Linked DNA regions of Mus musculus: all the other regions are linked to region 1. Evidence: chromatin contacts called from public HiChIP or PLAC-seq data. All regions are on one chromosome and are shown on one strand. The core of a region is the stretch at or near the end of the contact, and the rest is flanking DNA. Distances in the headings are between cores, read along the strand shown. Region 1 has its middle 110 kb from the start of Gm30713. Region 2 overlaps Pcnx2 (pecanex homolog 2). Region 3 overlaps Pcnx2 (pecanex homolog 2).

What was found. HiChIP or PLAC-seq counts read pairs in DNA pulled down with a chosen protein or histone mark.
Region 2: an H3K27ac HiChIP or PLAC-seq map of extraembryonic endoderm stem cells shows a contact between it and region 1. The contact joins two enhancer-like sites. A contact is called at or near these places in 1 of 484 Hi-C or Micro-C datasets (bone marrow-derived macrophages), 2 of 115 datasets of contacts at active chromatin or transcription factors (extraembryonic endoderm stem cells and trophoblast stem cells) and 2 of 9 other capture datasets (adipose tissue and embryonic stem cells).
Region 3: an H3K27ac HiChIP or PLAC-seq map of extraembryonic endoderm stem cells shows a contact between it and region 1, with 6 times the contacts expected there. The contact joins two enhancer-like sites. A contact is called at or near these places in 3 of 15 datasets of contacts at CTCF or cohesin (embryonic stem cells, large pre-B cells and stem cell-derived epiblast-like cells), 3 of 484 Hi-C or Micro-C datasets (bone marrow-derived macrophages and embryonic stem cells), 5 of 115 datasets of contacts at active chromatin or transcription factors (embryonic basal ganglia, extraembryonic endoderm stem cells, fibro-adipogenic progenitors and 2 more) and 1 of 9 other capture datasets (embryonic stem cells).

What each region holds. Positions count from the first base shown.
Region 1 is chr8:125,270,133-125,274,081 of GRCm38.p6, forward strand. No RefSeq gene overlaps it. Among named protein-coding and RNA genes, the nearest start is that of Gm30713, 110 kb to the right of the region's middle. Within about 2 kb of position 1,414, at least 28 of the 459 cell types and tissues checked have an H3K27ac peak or open chromatin away from gene starts, as enhancers often do. A contact at or near this core is called in extraembryonic endoderm stem cells, where this site is marked.
Region 2 is chr8:125,825,348-125,829,266 of GRCm38.p6, forward strand. Pcnx2 (pecanex homolog 2) reads right to left here. Exons shown (of 34, transcript NM_175561.4): 18 at 2,696-2,788; 19 at 1,572-1,722. Among named protein-coding and RNA genes, the nearest start is that of Gm51603, 17 kb to the left of the region's middle. Within about 2 kb of position 2,459, at least 9 of the 459 cell types and tissues checked have an H3K27ac peak or open chromatin away from gene starts, as enhancers often do. A contact at or near this core is called in extraembryonic endoderm stem cells, where this site is marked.
Region 3 is chr8:125,869,630-125,873,551 of GRCm38.p6, forward strand. The region is part of intron 8 of Pcnx2 (pecanex homolog 2); the gene reads right to left. Among named protein-coding and RNA genes, the nearest start is that of Gm46061, 20 kb to the left of the region's middle. Within about 2 kb of position 1,287, at least 58 of the 459 cell types and tissues checked have an H3K27ac peak or open chromatin away from gene starts, as enhancers often do. A contact at or near this core is called in extraembryonic endoderm stem cells, where this site is marked.

The DNA of each region.
Region 1 (3,949 bases), core at 164-2,663:
AACAGGACAGCCACCAGGCACCCCTTTGCACTACTAACGAGGGCTGTGGATCTAAATTTCAAGAATAGTTCCTATGGCAGGGGTTGGGGGGGTGGGGTGGGGGGGTGGGACTCATTCATCAGGACTCATCCTGGCTCGACTGTCGTAGTCACAAGAAGTTAACATCCTTCCTAAACTTCACACAGTGTCCCCAGCTTTGTCCAGCTGTGTCACTATAGTCCATACATGAGTTACGTCTCTCTGTTTTCTTGTTATTTGTGATTGGTCCAGACTAGTCTCAACCTCCCTCGGCTTCCCCAGTGCTGAGATTACAGGTGTGTATCACCATGACCGTCTTGACACACTTTAGAGAGCCCCAGTTTGCCTTCCTGTTGCTGTGATAAGACGCTGACCAAGAGGAATTTGGGTGGGGTGGGGTTATTGCATCGTACAGGCAAAGTCCATTGTCTGTCAGGGAAGCCATGGTAGGGACGCCATGCAGGAACCTGGAGGCAGAAGCTGAAGCAGACACGCAAGCCTGCAGGTCAATCTGAGGGAGGCAAGTCTTCAATTGACATTTCTTCTTCCCAGTTGTGGAAGTTCTTGGTCAAGTTGACAAAAACTAACCAGTACACACACAGACATACACAGAGAGAGAGACAGACAGACAGATGCACACATGACATGTTACCTTATCTAAAATATGAAAAATATAACTCTAAATACACCCACAGAGTATACTCATCAACAACATCAAAATTCAAGGATTGTTCACATAGTTATACCAGTTCCATGGAAGCACATTTAGCCACCACGTTTGAAAATAGCTTGCAGGCTGGAATGTCTAACTTACAAACCCTTCTGGCTAGGCTCAGTGATGTTGACATTGCACTGCTTGTCATCAGCTAAAGCTATGAACTTCCATCCTTTCAAAGTTAATGCAGTTTCTTCCATCCTATAAGCATTGATTGGTCAAGTCTGGCTTTGTTTTGGGAGCTGGGGTTTAACCTTGAGCAAAGCTTTGCTCCCATAGAAATATCCACTAAGATAAAAACAACAGCAACAATGTGTCTGCAGTGCTGTGAGTGGGCTCAACAGTTCACACACACAGTAAAGACAGCGACTTCTCCTCTTCCAGAATCTATCAAAGGCCAGTAGCTCAGCCGCAGAGTCAGGTCTATGAGCCCCTTTGCCTTCCATGACTAATTATTGCTGGGCCAGTCTTGTGTGGGACCAGCACAAGAGGCCACAGTTCTTAAAAGTTAGCGACTGCATTGAGTCTGGAGGATACAATGTAACTGAGCTTCTAGCACTGTCTCTAAGCGGCTGCTGCAGTTCCCAGAGAGTGCTGTTCTCGCTGAGCCTGGCTGTCCTTTCCAGTTCTCCTTCAACCTTCTCCTGTGGCTCGCACCTGCTCTGCTCTATTCTGACTCTCCCTCCTCAGAGCCAACCAGCTGTCCACACCAGGTGTGGCTTGGGGAACTCATGGACCCAAGGAGGTTTACATGACTCACAGATATGTGTGGGGGTTTATCTGGCCCTGTTTAGGGAGGAGGAGGGGAGGGCTAAGGTGGCTCCATGTCCCAGATGTCCCAGCCTGCTGTGACCTCTGTCCCTGAATCCTTCGATGCACTGCTCTGTCTTCAGCAGCACACCACAGGGGAAGGGACAAAGCACAGGGGCTGGGAGACACAGCATCTGCTTTAGGTTTGACGGTCAGGAGGGAGCTAGCATTGTTCACCTAGTACTTGGGAGCCTAGCACCTCAGATAGGTGCTCCCCCCCCCAGCCCACTCATGCAAAGCATTGTGTACATAAGGATACACAGAAGTCTCTTTGAAAATGTGAAGACTCCGTTAGATATATATAAGGCAGTCTGTGATCGGGAAAGGTTTCCATGCCCTGTTAGTCATTTCGTGTGAACACACATCACACACACCAAGCTCAAAAAGGTACTTCCAACTAGGAAATATTTAACAATTCACTTATGTTTTCTGTGGTTGCTATTCTGAGTTTTTAGTTCTGAATGCCAGGTTCCCCTCTCCTCCTGCCTATCCCCCTTTTCCTCCACTTGGAATATGTTCTTTCCTTAAGCATTGTTTTTTCTAACCCTCATGATTGATTTACTCTTCCGGTACCAGAAACAATGGGTAGGGCTAGGCCTTTGGAATATCCGCCCTGTGCTAGCACGTTGCTCCAATGCAAAGAGAAACAGGGAGTCAAATGAAGAAAGAACGCGCCTAGTGATAAGACACTGAACTCACGACTGTGGTTCCCTGGGAGCTCTGCCGGCTTAATCTTCACAGCTAAGAAGCATGGAACGGTCTGAAACCAAGTCTGAAGACAAATCCTTCCTTTACACTGCTTCTCACGCGTAATTATCACAGCAGTGAAAAGCCTCACACATTCACAAACAACCAACATGATTATCAGCTCAGACAATCACAACACCACCCCACCCCGGAAAGGTTAAGGGAACAAGAAACACCAGCTCAGAGCATGGAAGGCTGGGCTGTCACTCTTGGCACATCTGCCTAATCACGCCTAATCACATACCCTGCCTTTCTTATCACTCTTAATCCTATAGTGTGACCATAAGTCCAAAGAGCAGGTGCTACTGTGTTTGTGTCTGCATTGTTTTGAATAGATCAAAGCCGCAAGTAGGGGTGGGAATACAGCTGAGAGGAGAGACTGTTTGCCTTATGTGCACCAGGCCCTGGGTTCACTCTCAAGTCCTATAAAAAGACAAAAATCATTGAGGGTAGAAAATATGCACAGCAGTATGGAGGAATTTCACCGACATACTGTTGACTGAGCAGGGTGATTTATGCTACAAGACTCCTTGTCTACACCAAGCTTGGAATTAGTCAAATCCAGTGTAAGGAGAATCTCTTGCGCTGCATGGAAGCATCACCCGTCAATCAAAAAGCCTATGGCCAATAAGCTGAGGCAGGAAATAGGAGGTGGGACTTCCAGCAGAGAGAGAGAGAGAGAGAGAGAGAGTGAGTCAGAGAGAGAGAAATTCTGGGAAGTAGTCAGGTGACAGAGATTTGCCCTGAACTCTGAGGAAGAGACAGATGCATAAACCTGAGAAGAGGTAACTAAAGCAACGGAAGAACGTAGTCTAGAATAAACTGGATTATTGAGATATGAGCTAGGCAAAGAACAGAGCCAAAGCTTATGGCCTGAGCATTTATTCACAAAGGATTAAGTATCAGAGTTGTTATTTGGGGGAACTTGGATACAGCTCCATTTAAAAGTTAATATCTGTCGGGTGTGGTGGCACATGCCTTTAATCCCAGCACTTGGGAGGTAAAGGCAGACAGATTTCTGAGTTTGAAGCCAGCCTGGTCTACAGAGTGAGTTCCAAGATAGCCAGGGCTGCACAGAGAAACCCTGTCTCGAAAAACAAAAAACAAAAAACAAACAAACAAAATAAGAAGTTAATATCTACAATCCAGCATGTGTGGTAGGAGCTGGAAAACAGGTCACGTCTATGCTCAGGAGAGATTAATGGCCGCACACTTAGAATTCAGGCACCTTTCTAGAGGAGCATTATACTTCAATTAAAACCTTATTCAAAGGAAGCTTTACCATGGTGAACCCTCCTCCTTGTTTTCATCTCGGAATTGATGAGCAATCAGCTAGGTCATCATCAAACAAACCCAGAATTCTCCATCTGCCTCTCCTCTCAGGAGTGTGCCCCCCCCCCCCGCGCCTCAATTGCTTCTATGCATGAATGATATTTTTAAGTATTTCATTCACATTTGATGACAAGGTCCCCACTTTTAAATGTTTACATCCAAACTTCTGCTAGAGCATGGTATGGAAAGAATCTTAACTGAGTTTGTTCCCCCAATGAGTGATGACAAACTTGCTAATCTAGTTCATAACTAGCTACGCCCCACCTATAAAGATTCAGCATCCGGAACAAACACTGCCTGGGATCTGTGTGGTCCCTGCTTCTAAAC
Region 2 (3,919 bases), core at 1,209-3,708, 560 kb after region 1:
TAGTCTATCCCACTCAGGTCTGTAAAATGGCAATAGTTTGAGCTCAAACAGCACACCATGGAATCACTGAGAATGTTAAAAAGCACACCAGCCTGGGCCTGTGGCCTGACTCTCCTTCAGGGAGGAGCTGTGGAAACCGAAGCCTGGGTTGTGAGCGTTCATTTCTTCTCCGAAGGTAAAGGTTTCAGACACACTTTTCACCCATTGCCCCTTCTCTATCTCGTACTCTTTGCAATCCAGGCAGCTTCTGCCCCCAGCCAGAGCCATCCCTTGCCTGCCACAGGCTCTCATTGCTGGATGCCACCACTGACCAGTGCCACCACTGACCTTACCACCTCTTCCTTCCCTCTTCTCATTACTTTTCCTGACCTCCCCTGTCACCTTAGGCCGCTTAGGTGAATCCAGAGCCTCCCGGAGTCCTTCGGTGCCTCCGCCCACCTGGTGCACAGCTGAATGCTCGGCAACCAACAGGTCAGAATGAGCTGACAGTGTGCACCCAGCAGCTCTAGGCAATTTCAACACCTTAGTATTTCCTGGGAATTCATTTTAAATGTCTGAAAATAGGAGCAGGTCATTCATTCTTCCATCTGTTCACGCATGGGGCAGGAAAATGCAGGGCAAACGTGCTTACAGAGTTGGACCCAGTTAACACTTCTAAATTCTGTTTTTATTTAGAGGCAAAGGTCATGTTGCCCAGGCCATCCTCAAACTCTGTGGCTAAGGATGACCCTGAACTTCTGATCTTCCTAAATCCACTTCCCAAGTGCTGGGATTTCAGGCATGTGCAACCCATTCAATTTACACAGTGCAAGGGATTAAACCAATAGGGTTTTTTTGATGTTCTTTATTGCATGCTTGACAAGGATTCCACCAACCAAGCCTCATCCCCACCTTCCGGAAGAAATGTTTTGGGATTGTTTGTTTGTTTGTTTGTTTTTTGGTTTTGTTTGTTTGTTTGTTTGTTTGTTTTTTCGAGACAGGGTTTCTCTGTGTAGCCCTGGCTGTCCTGGAACTCACTCTGTAGTCCAGGCTGGCCTCGAACTCAGAAATCCGCCTGCCTCTGCCTCCCGAGAAATGTATTTTTTATATGAAGCTCTGAGGTTGCCATTTGCACCAGGCTATTTCTCCCATGGGAGTTGCTACACCAACCCCTGTAGACACAGCTGCTCTCTATACAAAGCTCTTTCACAGAAACTCAAGAATCCAGAGCCTGGTAGTTAGTGGTCAAGCATGAAGTGGTTCTCTCCTTAGTGCCCAGTCACTATAAACCAGAATTGTAACCTTCAAGCATGAGCAATGGATGCTAATTTCCCTATGGAATCAGTAAGCAATGACTATTCTAACAGAACTTCATAGTTAATTTGACAGACTTTCTTTCCTATTCCACCTGAGCAGCCTGTTTTGTGCATCGCCTAGACTCCATCTTTGTAACATGGGCAAACACGCAGTGAACCCTGCTTCCTTTGAAGCGTGAGGCACCGTGGCACTGATCACACTCACAGAGCTGTGCCCCTGTGCCATGAGAGGCGTGCCCACTGCTTTGCTGTCCCCCCTGAGACTACGACACTGACCTCTTGCCTCCCGCTGCTGGTACTCCTTGCTCCTGAGCACAGGATGTGAGATCCACATCCAGGGGTGGTGCTTCCGTAGCTGAGGGAGCAGATGGTGGGTGATGAGCCCCACGGTGCCCGCCAGGGCAAAGAGCACGATGCTGAGAAAAGGCTGCAGAGGACAGAGAGGTCAAAAGTCAACTCTTGAGTGAGTGATGTAGGCATCTGCCATCAGGCCTTCCCTCCCACTTTTTTTTTTTTTTTGGCCTGTGCATTTTATGTATGTAGAGGTGTGCACACACGTGTATGCATGAGAAAGTCAGGGGATAATCTTGGATGTCATTCCTCAAGGGCCATTCATCATCTCTGTTTTCTGAGACAGTCTCTCGCTGGCCTGGAATTCACTGAACAATCTAGGCTGGCTGGAAGGCTGCTAAGACAACCAGAGTACTGACTGAGCCTGCCCCCACCCTCTTTCCTCTCATAGGAAGACCTATGTGCTGAGAGCTGCTAAGAACAGGGTCGGGAAGTGACCCCTGGAAGAGACTGTGAGAATTCTGTCCCCTGTATCATACCCTAAGACTTTTTTTCAGAGGTAGAGAACAGCACACTCACACTCAGTTGATAAAACAGTCCAGGGAAGATGTGGCCATGAATGTCCCATGTTTGTGACAAGGCAACAATATTCTGTAAGAACTGTAAGGCAGAGTCCTTGGAGATATATATGTATATGAATATATATATGTATATGAATATATATATGTATATGAATATATATATATATATATATATTCATATATATATATGTATATATATCTCCAAATGGTCTTTGTGTCACTGTGGCTCAGCTCAGATACAGTGACCTCTCTCTCTACTGAGGGAGATCTGGTGTCTGTTCCCAGCCTGTCACAATGACAACTGTCCGAGATTACAAATTGTCCTATCACTCTTAAGGACAAAACGACTCCCCCAGGGACAGGAGATGACTCACAAAGAGGTTACCCGAGTCTCCTCGTGGACATAGTTCTTTGTGTGTGTGTTCTTTGACCCTCTTCCCTGGCTCCTCTGCCCTCTGTACCCTCATTCCATGCCTAGCCCCTATCAAGAGAACAAGCAAGGGAGAGCCGAGCCTTGGGGCCACCTACCCGTAAGGACAGGAAGACAGTGCTGGCACTGACTGCAAAGGAGAGCACAGCAGCGGCTGAGCAGATGACAAGGTCTGATCTCAGGACATCCTTCTAGAAAGAGAAGATTGGCTGTGAGGTCAGCTCTGTGTGGCTTCCTCGGAGGCGCTTGCCAGGCGAGTCAGCGGCAGGATGCTAACACTCCACACTGCTCTTCTGTATGTCAGACCCATGTGTCCTGGAACACCCCAATGGCACCATCTACTAGCTTAGTCACTGGATCCCACTGGGGATGTCTAAGGGAGAGGGAGGCAGGTATGGTGCTAGTAGATTAACATACATGCACTTCAATGGAGAGAACAAACATGTCTACACATAAGAGGCCTAAGGTTCCTTCCCACAAACTCATGGGATACAGAGTCCCCACAGACCTCCCAAAGCCCCCCAACTCACAGAGTCTCAGAAAGCAGGACTGATGCTAACAGTCTCTACGAGGTCCTGGGTGGCTTTGGAGGTCAACATACAAACTGGAAATACCAGACAGAAGCCTTGCACACATTATATTTTGGACCATGCTGTACACTTCCATGCAACCATCAGATCCATAAGCAAACAGACAAACAAAACCAAACAACCAACTACAGCTTCCCAGCTACTTCAGTCAGTACACACAGTTTGGGACTGTAGGTGTCACCCGCCTGGCTTTCTTTCATTGATTTTAAAATGGAAATAATGTGTTGTCTCTTCCCTGTCATGCTGCTAGCTGGATGCCTGTGTTAACATGTAAAGCTGGACACAGACAGTGGAAACAATAAAGAGAATACAAACACCAACCCTGTGTGGTGGGTGTGACCATGGGTGTGGAAAAGTGGGTGGTTCAGGAAGACCACGATCCCCACACCTTCTCCTGTCATACACCCAGTGTGCCTGTTCTGAACTTTCTCTGGTAAGTCAGAGTACTGTGAGCATGGGGGGAATTAAAGGGATAACGCACCACCCAATTCTTTCACTATGATCAAAAGTGAAAGCAGCCTAGATTAGGGCGACTTGCCCTCACACCATTGAGGGAAGTTAAGAAGGAACTGAAGCAATGCTGTTAAGCAGAAACCTTGAAGAAACATTGTTGCTAGCTCCCTTACATGCTTATGCTTAGCTAGCTTTCTTGTACAGTCCCAGACCACCTGCCTAGGGGATGTTGCTGCCCACAGTGGGCCAAGCCTTCCTATGCTGATTAACAAGGCAATC
Region 3 (3,922 bases), core at 37-2,536, 600 kb after region 1:
AGAGAGACAGGCGTTTCCTTCCTAGGGGTGTAGGAACTAGAACGGACTGAACAGAACGTCCTGATGGAGCCTCTACGTCAGGCACAAGTAAGTAAGAGGTTCTGGTCTCGCTGTTGCGTCTTGATGAGGAACTTGGCCTGAGTCTCCCTGTTAGGTAGCAAGATGGCTGCCAGCCTTCCCATAGATAATGCCTTGGCTCCGACTGCAATGGTGAAGAAGGTCCAGCATTCATTCATCATTATCTAACAAAGACTCAAACAACAGATCAGCTTCCCTCTCAAGGAACTATTTTCACTAGATGTGGCTGGGCCCTTATCACAAGCACACACTGTCACCTCTGCTGGCTCCTGGGCAGCCTGGAGGGACAAGCCTGTGATTAGCAAGACTGTACCTCAAATGGAGCTGCTCCTCCAGGGCCTATCCTCTTCCTCTAGGCTGTGGCGGCTACAGCATTAAAGGATCATGAGACCAGTGCTCTCTGCTGCATTAATAAACATTTATTCCAGGACTGTTTATTAGGGATGTCAAGGGACGTTCCCACCTCCTCTGAAACATCTGAGGGATGGAGAGAGCCCACTCTCTGGAATGACCTTCTCAGTGACACCACCAGGTCTCCATCAGCCTGAGGCTGGGTTGGTCTCAGGTCAACTAGTTCTCCTCAGGGTCAAAGCAGAGGCTGGAGCACTCAGAGAAACATGAGGGGGGAGGTTGGTGGTGTAGGGGTGACAAGAACGAACCAGCCCCGGAAGGGAACAAAGAGGCTGAAGCTGAGCTGGGCCCTGGTGGCTCCAACCTGGAATTCCAGCATTTGGGTGACTAAGGCAGGGGGATAGCTGGAAGTCTGAGGCTAATCTGGGTTACACAGTATGAGGCTCTGTTCCAAATTGGCATCTCTGCTGGGCTGGGTGGGACAGGGCTGGGTCTGGGGTAAACGGAAAGTGGTTAGAGTCCCTGTGTTCCTAACGTTGTCCTACCCATCTGGGGAAGCTGCAAGAACAATCCAAGGCCAGTGCTGCTTTCTCCCAGTGACAGAGAAAGTATCGCCGGAAATTCCTTATCCTCACCAGATTGTAAAACAAGTGTTTTCTGCCCCCCTGGAGACCTTATCTTTTCTGCCTGTCCTTCCCAAGGCTCCCGACTCAACTGTGGGATGGGTGGGAAGGGGGTGGGGAGGGATGCCTTAGGACAGAAGTTAGTGTAACAGGCTCACTGGCTGTAGAGGACACTAAAGGACATCAGCCTGATGGGGGATGGGAGGGAGGTTTCTAACAGGGAGAGGGCTTTGATGTGGGATCAACTCCCCTTTCATAAGACAGCACAAATAAAGGGAAGCCTCTGAGAGGCTGCAGAGGGAAATCAAGTGGATGGAGAGTGCCCTCATGTGGCAGCCGGGGGTGTGTGCAGCCACAAAGCCTCAGCTTCCGCTTGGAATTTTATTCCTGGAACTCTGGGGCCTGGAGAGAAATAGCACCTCTTAACCACGTGTCTGAGTGAGACCCCGGGATGAGGACCAGTCCAGGACGAGGAGAGATCAACAAAGACTGAGAAACCACACCTCAGAGAGGGTGTGGGAGAAACCACAGGAAGGCCTGCTCCGGGACCATCCCCCCACCCCCACCCCCCTCTGTGTGATCAAAGCCGGCAAGAATTTCCAAGTCTCTAACCCTGATGCAGCAAACACTTATCTTCAAACCAACAGTGACACCGCTCTTTGCTTGAGGATAAATATCCTCAAAGAGAGCTGTCAAAAGGGCAGCTGGTGGGGTTCACTGAGGAGCCCCACATCTCCCTGTTCTGAGCACCCATCAGTCTCACCACAGCTGTCCCCACCCCTGTCTTTCCAAACTCAAGGTCTTCACTTCCTTGGAATAAAGCAAAAAAAACAAAACAAAAAAAAAAAAAACAAAAAACAAAAAACAAAAAAAAAACAAAAAACAAAAACAAAAAAACAAAAACAAAAACAAAAACAAAAAAACGGGTGATTATTTCTGGAATGTCTCTGTCTGCTTCCCATCTTCGGAAGCCAGGTGCAGCTACGGTCTGAGGAGACGGCTCAGTCGATACAGCGCTTGCCACACACACACAAGACCCTGAGTGTGAGGCCCAGAACCCACATACAAAAGTCAGGAGTGGTGTGTCAGCACTCAGGAGGCAGAGGGAGGTGGATCGGTGGCACACACTGGCCGGGAAGCCCAGCCTACTTGGTGAGGCTCAGGTCTCAAAAAAGGAAATACAAGGTGGATGGCCCATGAGAGGTGATGTGGGAGCAGTGTTAACTTCAAGGTTTGGGTCTGTCAAAGGAGAACATTTGTAGACAAATTTTCATGGGACGAAGAGCAGAAGCTCTCACTCTAGCTTAGTGGTGCATGGCAGTCAGCCCAGAAACTGGAAACAGAGGCAGGGAGAATCAAAGTTCAAGACCATCCTGGGCTGCATGTCTCAAAAACCAAACAAAACCAAGCAAAAACCAAGCAAAGGCTCAGCCGATGAAGTGCCTGCCCTGCAAGTTTGGGGACCCGGGTTCTGATCCCAGAACCCACACAGTGAAGTTTGTTGAGGTGAGCTTGTAATCCCAACACTCAGGAGACAGAGACAGGCGTGTGTTCCTGGGGCTCATCACCAGCCTGGCCTGCTAGGAGAACTCCAGGCCAATGAGAAACTCTGTCTCAAGTGAGATTTAAAGTTCCCTTCTGGCCTATATATGCACTGCACATGCACATGTGTGCATGTGTACACACACACACACACACACCACACACATGCACGCGCACACGTGTGCACACACATACACTCATGCATGGGGTGGAGAGTGAAATTTTAGTTACAAAGCCTATAAAGGAGTAGTGGATGTCTGACGTGCAGTGAGAATCATTTCAACCCTGAAGATTTGTTAGCCTTTCAGGCAACTTCTTCCATTTCCTGGGCTGATGACCTGCGTCCAGATCAGTTTTCAGGCAGATCAGCTCACTTTGGGCTCTGAACTAGTAAATCAGTCCTGTGTTCTGGTCAGTTAAACACAAAGCGGATTTACTGTCAGGCAGGATTTCCCAGCAGCCCCCGGAGATGCTGTGATTCAGGTTTCTGGGGAGAGCAGAGCAGTCAGATATCCTTCCCAGAGGCGCCTGCTTGAAGAACAGCTAGCGTGTGACTCAGGGTGCTCTGTGAGCCTCTGCGGTGGTGGTGGTGGGGGGGAGGGGGGCTGGTCTCACAGTGTTTGAGGGAGCCAGGAAGGGAAATGAACTTCCTCTCTCAGCTTCCTCCAGGAATTCCCAAAGAGACACGGAAGTTACATGGTTCACAAGTCCCCATTCAGAGCAGAGCATCTGGGACATAAAACAGTTACGTGAAGACCAGGCCTCACAATGGCTGAGAGAGTCACCTTCCAGCCAGTAATGGGATCCAGCAGTTTTACAAGCTAGTTGGAGGTACTCCCAGCCACTGAGGCCACCTTAGAGGGAAAGAGCTGTTTTTCTTCCAGTACCTTCTATGGTGTGCTCATGGAGTCCTAACCAGGCTCCCTTCCAATCTCAAAGTCAATATCTGCATTTGCTGTGGGTGGGAGGCTTCAGAACTTAACAGCCTTAAGAGCTAGAGACAGAAGTGACAGAAGTACACACGCCAAAGCTGCCTTAGGTGCCAAGGTGTTGGATCACAGGCTGCTAGGGGGACACCATGCTCTTAGATGCCCACTTCACAATCAGGTACAGTGCACCTGCTGAGAACGGGCTTCCTCCTGGCCAGATGCCAGGAAATGCCAAGGGTTGACTGCCAGGAAAGGTAAGCATAACTTTGTCCTTCTTTTCTAGGCAGAAGAAACCTGACACCGTGGAGTGACCTCCACAGAGAGCACTGTCCTGAATGCTGTACAAGAGTGTGTTTGCATGCATGTGTGCATATGTGTGCATGTGTGTACACATGTGTG